Regions from separate parts of the Anser cygnoides genome. Here region 1 is linked to region 2. Evidence: chromatin contacts called from public Hi-C data. All regions are on one chromosome and are shown on one strand. Each heading gives the region's core, a stretch centred on a gene start, on an enhancer-like site or on the middle of the called end of the contact. The rest is flanking DNA. Distances are from core to core; before and after follow the strand shown.

Evidence for each region. Hi-C and Micro-C count contacts between places; a contact is called where the count stands out from the background.
Region 1: a contact with region 2 is called in a Hi-C map of liver, with 5 times the contacts expected there. The contact joins the promoter of RAE1 here to the promoter of STX16 in region 2. A contact is called at or near these places in 2 of 7 Hi-C or Micro-C datasets (both in liver).

What each region holds. Positions count from the first base shown.
Region 1 is chr16:6,084,537-6,090,513 of Taihu_goose_T2T_genome, reverse strand. It overlaps RAE1 (ribonucleic acid export 1), which reads left to right and starts at 3,918. Exons shown (of 13, transcript XM_066978366.1): 1 at 3,918-4,066; 2 at 4,504-4,600; 3 at 4,746-4,850; 4 at 5,676-5,768. The coding sequence starts at 4,511. SPO11 (SPO11 initiator of meiotic double strand breaks) reads left to right here. Exons shown (of 19, transcript XM_066978361.1): 17 at 950-1,026; 18 at 1,227-1,338; 19 at 1,972-2,300. The coding sequence ends at 2,091.
Region 2 is chr16:5,395,642-5,402,188 of Taihu_goose_T2T_genome, reverse strand. STX16 (syntaxin 16) reads left to right here and starts at 3,655. Exons shown (of 10, transcript XR_010825233.1): 1 at 3,655-3,953; 2 at 6,396-6,407.

The DNA of each region.
Region 1 (5,977 bases), core at 2,669-5,168, 690 kb before region 2:
GTCAAATACATGTCATATCATATGTCTCATGGACATACATGGAGCCAGAATTCCCAAGTTTTCAGGTGACCTGTCAGGCTTTTAGCCTTAGAAATGCATGTAAACTAATAGAACGCCATCTTCCAGGATTAAACTAAATCCTCAGGTTCCTTTAAAAGTTTATTTTGTTCAATTACAGAGTAACACATGTATCAAACTGAAACTCAAATATGCCAATGCCATTACCAACAGTGGAAGTATTCCTTTGCACAACATGTAATTTAAATCACAGAATCATTTAGGTTGGAGAAGACCTCTAAAATCATCAGATCCACTTTGCTGTAGTGTGCTATAGGTTTCAGAAGTTTTCATGGACTCTAAAAGCAATCAGACAAAATTAAACACTACTAAATACTATACCACCAATTCTGGCCCAGAAAGTTGGAGTCACAAACTGCTGGGAGCAGGAAGAGCATTCTGAGAAGTATCATTTATTGTGTATTTGTTTTTACACTTTTCCCCTAGATATTTACTGTAGCCATGATACCAGGTCAGGTGCCCTTATGTTTGGGCTATTTTTATATAATGTAATACTTTCCAGCAGAAAATATCAGAAATTTCCAGTTGTAATTGTCATTGCTTCTCCTGGCTTCAGTTTTGTTTGTGAGACTCATACTGACTGTGAAAAACAAACAAACAAAAATCAAAACCTATTCAGACTAGAATCTCTTGTGGCTGAAGAATGCAAGCCTTAAAGGAGAATCTGTTTTCAGTAAAGGGATATGGTAAACTCTAGTTGCACCATTTTCTCATGTAGCATTCTGATAATAATAATAATAATAATAATAATAATAATAATAATACAACACTAACCACCTCTGTAATAAAATCTGTTATCTAGGAAGGCATATATTTCAAATGATTTAAACTAAAAGTCACTGAATGTTGTAGTTGATTCTTCTTATTTCAGTCAATGTCTTTTGAGGCCCATCATCTCACTGTTCCATCCGTAAAGTGGCTTGGTCTCCTTCCATCTGATCTGAAGAGGTTAGTTATTATCCAAAAGAAACAGAAGTATTCTTCTTCTATTTCATAGATAGTAAATACAATCTGACTTAATGCACAAACAAACAACTGACATCCATTATTGTTTTCATACATTATTTTTGGCTTATTATAAAGAAGTAAGTTGGAATCAGTATTTCTGAAATACATAAGAAAATTTAACAACTTTATTTACTTTTCAGATTAAATATATGCAAAGATGTCCTGATTCCACTTACAAAGCAAGATCAAAATAAGTTAGCAAGTATACAAAAGAGACCTTACATTGCTTGTCAGCCAATGTGGAAGAAAGAGGCATGTATAAACCTAATGTTTCTTGTTTCTTACTCCCCACAAAACAAATCCTGTCATCTGCAATCCTGTTTCTCTTTATTTTTATAAACTCTTAGTATAGCAGAAAGGTTTTGCAGCACTAAAAGTCAGCAAGATTGATAAGTTCATGTTCACTGTCTCTCTGAATCACTGGGGCTCAATGGTTCACAGGCCAGGACTGGCAGCTTTTTTAGCCTTCCTGCTATTAGTCATCTGATGATCATAAGCTGTACATGGGATTTTACTGTTTTCCTAAATATTGTAGAATATATTACATACTTAGAAATAGGGGAACACAAAACAGTTTCTTATTCTGTACTTGTCCTCTGATCTTGCCTGTAACTTTTAAATCATCTATTGTGTGAAATGGTTAGAAAGGAAGAAAAGGTATTGTGTACCTTCTCCTTGCTGTTTATACTCACCTTATAAGTTATTTGTGTTACTGTGAGGTACACACATGAACATAAATAATCTCAGCTCAGTGACAGGGATTTTGCAGCACCATTTACAGTAATACTAACTTTACAGCTCTATATGCACATCCAACAAGTGTAATTCTTATTTAAATAATAAGATGAGGTGGTTACAGCATCACAAATTTTGTTCTTTTTTTAGCTGGAAATTATGGCAGCATCTAAAATGAAGGCTGAAATTCAAGCTTTAACTTCTCTTTCATCAGATTACCTTTCCAGAGTCTATTTACCAAACAAATTGCAATTTGGTGGATGGTTATGAATGCTTGTTTGCCAATTAACTGTTTTTCTTGATAATACTTTCTTGACCACTTCTTGTTCAGTTTATCACTACAGATAGATTATGCTAGATTATGCTTACCTATTCTTTCTCTTTCAAACTATAAAAGAAATTACAACTCTTTTACAGAATATTGTTTGTTCCACTCTGTGCCTTCTGCACTAATGATTTCAAATGCAGTGGTACATACATAACAGGATACTGAAGTACGTTCTTCCTAGCTAGAGAATATTAAGTTATACCTGCTTGTTAAAATTGTACCAAGGAATTATTTTGCCTTCTGTTAAAGCAGAAATTAATGCTGTACAGTCCTTTTAATTTTTGAAGAGTAAAAGGCTTTGTTAACAATTTTTTGTAAATGTCTCCTTCTGGAAATAATTTTAAGTACAGCACTGTGGTATTTTGTGTTCACTGTAAACTCAGACCTAAAAGTCAGAGATAGTTCTTCATTACAGCATATCTCAAGCAGCTATAAATGTTCCAGCAACCAAACTGCTATTTGTTTTCAATGAACAAGTAAGCAAGCAGATGTTACTGATTAAGAATTTAATAAACAATCCTGTTAATGATGCACATCATAACAAAATCATGTTCGTCTTTTTTTTTTTTTTTAAGTTGACCCTAAAACAGTAAAAAGAAGCCGGAAACTGCAGTGATTAAAGCGTATAATATATTTTACATGAAGAAACCAAATTGAGTACATAGAAAATATTTCTAAAACTGATCCACATCGTCACCGAATAATATTTTCAGTAGACTTTATATTTTACTACTGCTCCACCAGTATCCAATTCAAAAGGAACTCGAATTCCTTTTTATTTTCTGCACTGTAGCAGTGTTACTGCCTACTAGCAACATCCAGTGTCTGGGTGCACAAATTATCTCGATCCACAAGTAATACACCAGCAGGAGCAACAAGAACGTGTCAGTCGTTGCTGTAAGAGGGCGAGATTAGCAGACAAGTAGTCTGGGTGAGGCTGCACCTCGAGTGCTGTTTTTGGGCCCCTCAGTACAAGAAGGACATCGAGGCCCTGAAGCGTGTCCAGAGAAGGGCTACGAGGCTGGTGGAGGGCCTGGAACACAAGTCCTGTGAGGAGCCGCTGAGGGAACTGGGGTTTAGTCTGGAAAAGAGGAGGCTCAGGGGAGAACTTTAAAAGAAGCTGTGGGGAGCTGGGGGTTGGCCTCTTCTCACGGGCAACTAGCGATAGGACTAGAAGGAATGGCCTCAAGTTGTGCCAGGGGAGGTTCAGGTTGGAAATGAGGAGACATTTCTTCTCAGAAAGAGCAGTCAGGCGTTGGAAGGGGTTGCTCAGGGAGGTGGTGGGGTCACCGTCCCTGGGGGTGTTCAGGGAAATGTTGGACGTGGCACTTAGGGACATGGTTCAGTGGGTGACATTGGTGGTAGGGGGATGGTTGGACCAGATGAACGTGGAAGTCTTTTCCAAGCTTAACGATTCTGTGATTCTACACCTGGCCTTACATGAGACTGTTTTCATGACAGTGAGCGAGTTTCCACAACCCTCGCAGAAGCTTCTACCACCGCCTAAGTCCACTTGAATTTAAACGCGTCGGGTTTCCCCACCTCGTACCACTAGCTGCATTTAGCGTCCCTGCAGTATTTAAGCGGAGCTGGAACCGCTTTCACCCGCCTGCCTTCCTTAAATCCCTCCTCTTCGGGAGGAAAAACAAACAAACAAACAAACAAAAAAAAACACCTCACAAACCAAGCACCGCCCAGCGCGGGGTCAGAGCCCACCCAAAAGCCCCTCGGCCAGGACCCGCGGCCCCCCGCAGGGGCGCTAACCGAGCCCCCACACCCCTCAGCCCCGAGCCCCCTTGGCGGGGCCCCGCCGCCCGCCCCCGGGCCCGGCCCGCTCTGGGCGCAGGCGCCGCCACCTCCCCGCTGTCCGCGGCGCCTGCGCGGCTCGGCGCGGCCTGCACGGGGAGCTGCCCCTCGGTGAGCGCGGGCTGCGCCCCGGGCCCCGCAACGGCCTGGGGCCGGTTCTAACGGGGCCCCCGGACGGCCGCGGGGCGCCGGGACAGCCGCGACATGGCGCTGCCCCGCCCGCGGGGCCTCCTGCGTGCCCCCCCGGCCGCGGCGTAGGCCGGGCCCCGCAGGGGGGCTGCGGGCTGGGGGCTGCGGGCTGGGCGCTCGGCGGGGCGCGGCTGGAGGGGGGCTGCGGCCGGGGCCTGCCGGGGGGGTGGCGGGGACTCGGCTGCAGCCAGAAATGCCTTTTTTTTTTCTGCTTTGGAATTTCCCGTGTTTTTGTATATTTGGCTGCCTCCTCCTGGCTGGGGTGAAGGGTGTTGTGCGCGTGCTGGCTGTGGTGGGACGCAGTGCGAGGGGTGCCCGTGGGCCTTGTGGATCTCAGAGGGACGTTTTCTCGTTTGCAGAGCAAGGATGAGTCTTTTCGGATCAACCTCAGGGTTCGGTACTGGAGGTACCAGCATGTTTGGCAGTACCACTGCGGATAACCATAACCCGATGAAGGTACGCGTGTTAACCCCTGCGGGAGCACCGCTGCGTCGTGGTGTGTCGCAGCACTGCGACCTAACTCATCCCAGAGGAGTCACAGGAGCTCAGTGACACAGTTTTCAAGTATGGCTAATTTTATTTTGTCGCCTGCCCTTTACAGGATATTGAAGTAACGTCTCCACCTGATGACAGCATATCTTGTTTAGCGTTTAGTCCACCGACACTGCCGGGTAACTTCCTAATAGCAGGATCGTGGGCAAACGATGTAAGTACTCGCAGTGAGGCCTACAGATGAATAAAGTAAAAGCATTAGTGCCTAAAGTGCAAAATGTCCTAAAGACTTAGGCTAGGGCAACTGAAGATCTTTCTCTGTAGTTGCAGACTTGTTTCTGAATGCCTAGGCACTAGAAATCTTGACACAGCAGCTTTATCTGAGACACTGCGTTGTGATATAAGTCGTTCCTCTGCCTATGGTTTTAAAGTTCTGCTCAGAATATGTAATTAATGTTATTCCTGTTAGGTTTTTATTACTTTGTTGTTTGCTTTTTTCTGAGTTTTCTTTTTCAGCTTCATTTTCTTATAGAATTAGACTGACATAGTTATAATTTGCCCAGCGGAAGAACGATGCATGCAGTGGTAAATCTTAGCTGGTTTGACAGGATAGTCTCAAAAAAAAAAAAAATTTAAGCTCCTATAGCTTTGCTGAAATTTCTGTTTGGATCCAAGTGTTTGATCCCAACTGACACAGTCAGGGAGGGGAAAACAAAAATTGAGTGCAGCTTTTAACTGTTCTGTTTGGTCTGTTGGCTGGTGCCCTGCAATCATCAGCTTGCAGCTGACAGTTAAGGGTTCCCCAGGAGAGCACTGCGAGGTGTTACGTGAGGCACACATAAGGCGCTTTGGAGGTGGAATTGTGGGGCTGAGTGTGGATGGTTGTTTAGGTGAAGGGAACATAGCGGAAACAAGGTTTCAGTTGGTTCAAAGAAGAGTTTAGTGTTTGTAATCATATAATAAACTAAGGCTGGAATCTTTAAAATGAGAAGTTGATAATACTAATATGTTACATCTATATCTGTGTCTTCTGTTCCAGGTTCGCTGCTGGGAGGTTCAGGATAATGGACAGACAATTCCAAAGGCTCAGCAGATGCACACAGGGCCTGTACTAGATGGCTGCTGGAGCGATGTATGTCCCTATTTAAAAATAAACAATTAGTGTTAACTATAAACCTAAATAAGTTGGCATGTGGTTTCCAGAGACGCAAGTGCCACGTGTGATAAATCCTCTGGTTACTGTATAGACCTATATGACTGTAAATGTGTGCTAAGCGTGTTGTAATAGAATAGATTGATGTGGGCAGATGAGATGGGTAAAAGTGTAAAAGGACTTATTTA
Region 2 (6,547 bases), core at 2,406-4,905:
CAACTATGTCTAATTTTCTTTTAAGAAAATTCAAATGCCAGGAGCTGGTAAGAAACCAAGGGACTTAATTTCAAAAATACCTTAGACAATTCTTACTCACATCTCATTGCCTTGTAGCACCACCTACAGAGAGGCTGTCAGAATCACATCCATTGCCAAAATTCAGGAAACTCCCAGTTCAATGGCCAAACAAATCCTGTTCCAGTGATTAAAACACTCCAGACACTGTGAGTTTGACAGCCTTGAAGCCTGAAAATCTTCTGCTACAGGATAAAGGCAATAATATGGCCAATTTTTCCAGAGGCCCCTCAATTCCCATGCAGAAAAAGTTTCTCTAGCAATGACAAAGCTAACCCAGTCACTTTGCTGATTAGTTATTTAGAAACTTTCCTGCAGAACTATTCTAGCAGCCAAGTGTCCCAGCTGCTCAAGGATGGTGGGATTTGCCATGGCAAAATGCATTTAATGGTCCATTAATCCTACCTTTGGCAAAAGCCAATTGTTCGAGCTTCCAAGGACGGCAGTATTTCACCTCCTCCATTTATCTACTCAATTACATAAGATAAAATGTCATGGGGATTGACTTGCATCTGATCACTGAAGCATAAGATTTGTTTGCCCTTGATTCAGCCTGAGTAGCTGGAGTGGGGATACAGACAGCCTTCTGCTAGGAACTGGACAGAGAGAAAGGAGATTGCAAGCACGGTGTAAAAGCTGGCTTTTGAAATATGGCCCTGATTATCTTCCCATTAAAAAGAAATGCTCAGCTATTCGCCTCAAAATAGAATTCTGAAATCTGGAGTGCTTTTGTCTTCCTTCGGAAACTTGATCCAAATGCCACAGTAGCAACCAGAAAGTTCCCTCCATTTTGGATCAGGCCTTAGCTGTGGGAGGCAGTGGCTGCAGGAATGTGTGCATGCACACAGCATTGCTACCTCATTGTTCATTAAGAACAGCAGAAAAGAACATTAAAAAATCAGATAAGAAGTCAAAGGAAAGCACAGCACTCCAAACAGAAGTAATATATATGGCAGTGAACTCTAGCACCAAGAAACAACAGCCCAAAATATTAGCAGTATATGCTTAGAAAGATATATTCAGGGATATGCGATGTTTTAAGATGAGAAAATATGATCCATTTTATTAACGGAGTGCTACTTCATAACATATTTGTTTGCCCTTGCCATGCACATAAGAAGGATATGCCAGTCCTCCAAAGGTTAGACATTTTCTTCTAATTTCTAGCTTGCATTTATTCATTACCAGATAGATTAGATCTACTATCTCTTCTCTGTTTAGAAAACTAATTTTGTCACAGAGTCATCAGGTTAGTCTAACACTATCCACCTTCTGTAAGTGCACGTTGTATTTCAGACCATTTCTATCTGTCATCATGTCTTGTATTATTCTTTCCTGCTAAATTTATCCAAAAGTCTTGTATATTAGTGGGATCAGACTTGAATCATTTTTCCCGTATTTAGATTCTGGAACAATTTTTCCTGCTCTCACATTGTGTTCCGCTGCTCCTGCAGCAATGTCGTTGCATAGCCAGACACATTCTTGACAGGCAAGCACTGTTAGGTGTCTGGGTCAGAAATTATTGTCCCATTTTCATCTTTATGTTTTGTTCCACTTGGATGAGAAAATTTCTATCTCTGTGCCTTCATTTCCTTTATGTACATTTCCACTATATATTAGGCATTCATTTGTGTCCTGCCTCTCCCCCTGTCTTCACCCCTACTTCTTCTCTACTTCATCTCCTGGTCTGTATGCCTGAAGAACATTTTGCTATTTGTTTTAATTTCCTTTGCAAGGCCTAACTCAGCTTTACTTCTGGCAAATTTCCCTTTATGCCTACACTTCCTAACTTCTAAGATGTAGTTTTCTTTGATTAATCTTTTTTTCCATTCCTTCTAGTCCCTTTGCTTATTCCTAATATCCACTTTGAAGTGGTTATTCACTGAGTTAGGTCTGGACTCCTTCCTTACAGAGTTTTATCCCTTTGTGTACTGGTCCCAAACACTTTTTACACCCTTTGCTTCAGTTCCCAGCCTTCCCAACATTCAAAACCTTTTAAGCTGTCAAAAATCAGGAAGTAAAAGACGCAAATGGCCAGTGTGCACCAACTTCCAGCACATTAGGGGCGTAAGGCTTCCCATTGGGCACACAGTTGCTAAATGAGATATTCCAACCAGTTTTCTCTGTGTAGGCATCCAGAACCAAAAGATTGCTGGAAGACCTCTGGCTGCATGCAAAATTCCACTCAGCTTATAGCCACAGTAGCGGTGCCAAGAGAAGGCTGGAGGATCATTAGCTGAAACTGTTCTCATAGAATAAAAAATTGTTACAGTAGATTAAAAATTAGCATGAAGAAATGAAGTATATACATATATTTTTAAAGTCTCTGTAAGGCAGCCAAAGTGAAAACACATTTCACCAGACCACGAAAAATGAAATGCATGTGTTGATCCTTGTAAGGCTGGAGTTTATTTCCTTGCTAAATTCCAAGTTTTTGTCTCTCCCACTGAGGCAGAAGGGCTGCTCAAATAAATGCCCAAAATGTCTTGCAACAGCAAAGGGATACTTCTTTCTATTTCTCATTGTACAAATCTGTCCAAGCGGTTAGATAAAATGGGGTAATGTTTCCAGAAAATGTGGTTGTGATTACACTCACTGTTCCTTCCATATGTGTAAATACTAATTTTTGATTTTTCTGGTGAGAATTTAAGCTGGAGATGCTCCTGGTGACCAGCATGCAGCAGCTGCCCTGACAGCCCCAGGGAACAGCTGATGCGATGTCCACAGAGGCCGGGCAGCCATCAGCACAGGCCTGGCGCCGGCAGCAGCGGGAGCTTGTCTCAGGGGTGAACAGCTGCCAGGCTGTCCGGTACTGAGGTGTCAAAAAGCAGAGAAAAAGATAATAATTTCAGCCACAGCCTTATTAAAAAGCCTCTTTTGGAAAGTCAAACCCAGTGCTGTCATTTTAAATGGCATGTTTATTTTGGGAGAATGTCCGGAGTTTTCAATTGTCTGAGCTGACATAAAGACCTGTGTGAGTTTTTTGTTTGTTTGTTTGTTCGCTTGTTTGTTTTGGGGAATACAGAATTCACTGAAAGCAAAGCAAATTTGTGGTAATGTTGGGGACTCAGAGGAAAAAAGTGAGGGAAGAGAAGCAAATCAAAAAGGTCATGCTACAATAGTATGCTTTGAACCAAAATTGTTTCTGTTAGAGATGCATCAAGCAGTGAGATAACTCTGTAAATGTACAGAGTTAACTGGAAACTCTCTGGAAATGTTAGGTCTTTTTTATGCTAAGACATTTTGTGCCATCACCAAGGGAGCCTGGTGATGGGTGCGTAAAGACGGATGCTGCCCTTTGAGACAGCGACCGCCACAAGGCACTAACACCCCTCACCACCACCGCCAAGGCCAGGACCCATAGGGTTTTGGGGTTGCGTCAGCCCTGTGAGAGGGGTTATTTCCCAGCTGTTTGGGCTGATCGAGGGGCTTTCTGCTCCTCCTGCCCTAAGAGGGCGGCGGGGGGGGCCGGCAGGGAGCCGGAACGCTAGTGCTGCGGCCTGCGGGCCCGGGCGGAGCGGGGCGGACGGCGGCGGGCGCTGCACAACGCGGAAGCGGGCCGGGCCGCTGCCGGCGGATCCGGGGGCATGGCCGCGGCCGGCGGCCGGGGGCGCCCGGTGCCGGGGGCCTTTCCCCGGGCCCTCTGAGCGGGCCCCGGGCGGGGCTGGGGCCGAGGGCCCGGCGTTGAGGCGCTGAGCGGCCCCGGGGCTGGGGGGGTGGGGGCGCCGGCTCGGGAGGCCATGGCCACCCGGCGCCTAACGGACGCGTTCTTGTTGTTGCGGAACAAGGCGGTGCAGAGCCGGCAGCTGCTGGCCGAGCAAGTGAGTAGTTACGGCTCCTCCAGCCCTCTGAGTTCACGTAGCATGGCTGCTGCGGTGAGTCTCCTCCCTTCATCCTACCGTACCGTGCTGAGCCGAGCCGGGTGCCCGCTCCCCAGACCCCACCGAGCCCCCGGTGCTGCTCCCCTCCCCTGTCCCCCCCGTCCCCCCGTGCTCCCCTTTCCCAAAAAGCGAATAGAAGAGGCCTGGCTCTGGGCTCGCCGCGCCTCTGTTTAATTCAGATAACTTCATGGCGGTGTTGACATGAGGTTTTTGTCCATTGCTTATTTTTTTTCTGCTGTCTCCCCAGTGGAAAAAAAAATAATAATTTGTTTCACAGAGCAGAGCTCTTCTATCCGCTGCAGTGTGGGCACCGTTAAATACAGTACTGTAGATTATCCCTGTTGTTGCTTGACTTTTTCCATAGTTTGTTCCGATGTCTGTTGTTTCCCCAAATGCGAGTAATACCCAAAGTCATCTCATCTGCAGCAGGGGGACGTCAGGAGGTTCTAGTGTGATCCCTCTTAACGGAAACTTCGAAAAGCTATTTGTTCTGTGGCACTGTGTGTGGCTTTGTCTAAGTTTTGAGCTCGTCACACTGGGATGGCAATCTTAAAGGTTGCTTTGAAAGGTTCAGAATTTTTGAAATAATTCTTCCCGAAGTAGGTACAAAAAGGTGTTTATAAACAAGCAGTTTCCTTAGAGCAATTTGAAGGGTGTTTGAAAACTGTTGATTGCAGTAATGAAACAGCCTGGCAGCTCAGCTTTACCAGTTTTTAAAGCTGATTCTTCAAACTTACCATTTGTAATAGCCTCCAGTAAATATCTTTACGCACTCCCATCTTCCCATTAAAGCTTTTTGTGTTTTTTTTTTGTTTTTTTTTTTTTTTTAGGAAAAGCAGTGCTTCATGCTGCAAAACTTATTTCAGCTGATGAGTTGCCACTGAACAGTCTTTTGTTCATTTTTAATTTCGTTACATCTGTATCTATACAAGCTGTGCATCAAATTGCATTTATAGATCCGGAAATATCAGTAGTGATATGTATTATGCGTGCTTCATTAGGCATTGCATTTGGTTCTCAGTAATTTTTCTTGCCAATATCATTTTTTTGATCCTTGAAATTTTTTGATCCTTGAACTTTCCTACAGGCTACCGAGCAGCGAAACTACTTTTACTCAACAGCAAGTGCAATAACACTGAGCACTTGCATAAGATGTTTGTTTACAGTCTTTGTTGATACGAACTGAAGCATTTTCTAGGATGCTGATTCAAATATAACCAAAGTGAAGTGTTTGGAAATTGTTAGGGCCTTGTCAAGCAGATGAGTCAGTGGCTCAGCCGTGATCTGGTGGACAGAGTTCTGTAGCAGCTCCCTGTTACAAGCATGGCAAGAAGTGTACAGGTGGTGCTGTGAGCTCTTCACCTTCGTGTTTCCAAGGTGTTTATCACTATTAGCTGGTTACTTTTTCTTTTGGGTGGTATTCCCAGAGCAGAGCCCCTGTATACAGGGCAGTGTTGCTAATTCTAGCTCATAGTGCTTTGATTTAGCTTCATTCATTCTCTAGGCTTCTCCTGAAAAGTCCTGTGTTATGAGAGCTGTATGTCAAAACCTGCTTTCTGCCCTGGAAGATGTGTTCTCGTGCTGACTGTCAACCACCCCTTAAACTCAGATAATCAAAATAGCATTCTAGACAATATGGTAGTATTTCAAGATCTTGGTATAGGATAAAAGAGGTCATTGATGGAAGCCTTCTGCTTTGTTAAACCACAAATACGTTGTCCTTGTTATAGATCTCAGTGCTCACACATACCCCCTACGCTACAAGGAGTGATGAGTTACAAAGGTGCAGATACATTGCAGATGCTAATTTTTGGGGGGTTTGGGGGTGCACATAAAACTAAGGGTATCTGAAACTAGAGCATAATTGAAGTTTATACATAAGTGAGCAGGAACTGTGTTTGCTTTCGCTTTTCGTCATTTGCTGTCTGTTTTAACCTGTGATGACTGGGATGCTTACCAATAAATGTCCTACTGAATTCTGTATGTGGATCCTCCAATCAGAGTCAAACCTAAATCACCAGTGGATGTTAAATACTACAGTCAAATTACCCTTGCTGTCATGCTTCAATATATTGCTGCTTTTCAATTTGAAATTTTAGTAACTAGAAACTTCACTGTGCAGCTAGTATGGAAATCAAACGGGTTCTTAACCTGATCTCTCTGTTAATCAAGCAGCTGAAATACAAAAAAAAAAAAAGTTTGTACATCAAGCAAAATGCTTACTCAAATATATCATGATACTGAACTTCTATTGAATAGTGTTTTAAGTCAATTTGTTTTGTTTTTTTGTAAACAATCATGTTTAATAAATAAAAAGCCTAGGATATGGTCAATTGAGAAAATACTATATCTGTCCTATGTCTCTTTTTTTTTTCTTTTATTTTTTTTTGCTGTCTCTAACTGGATGGGGCTGATGGGATCCACAAATTGCTTCAGGAGTTGGATGAGGTATTGTTTTTCACATTTTATTTTGTCACGGTGCATCAAGCATACATAACTGAGCTAAAATGACCCTTTCCTTATTCTGCAAGTTTATTAAATCCCTTTATATAGGATGGGGCATCCTCATATACAGTAGAAGGACGAGC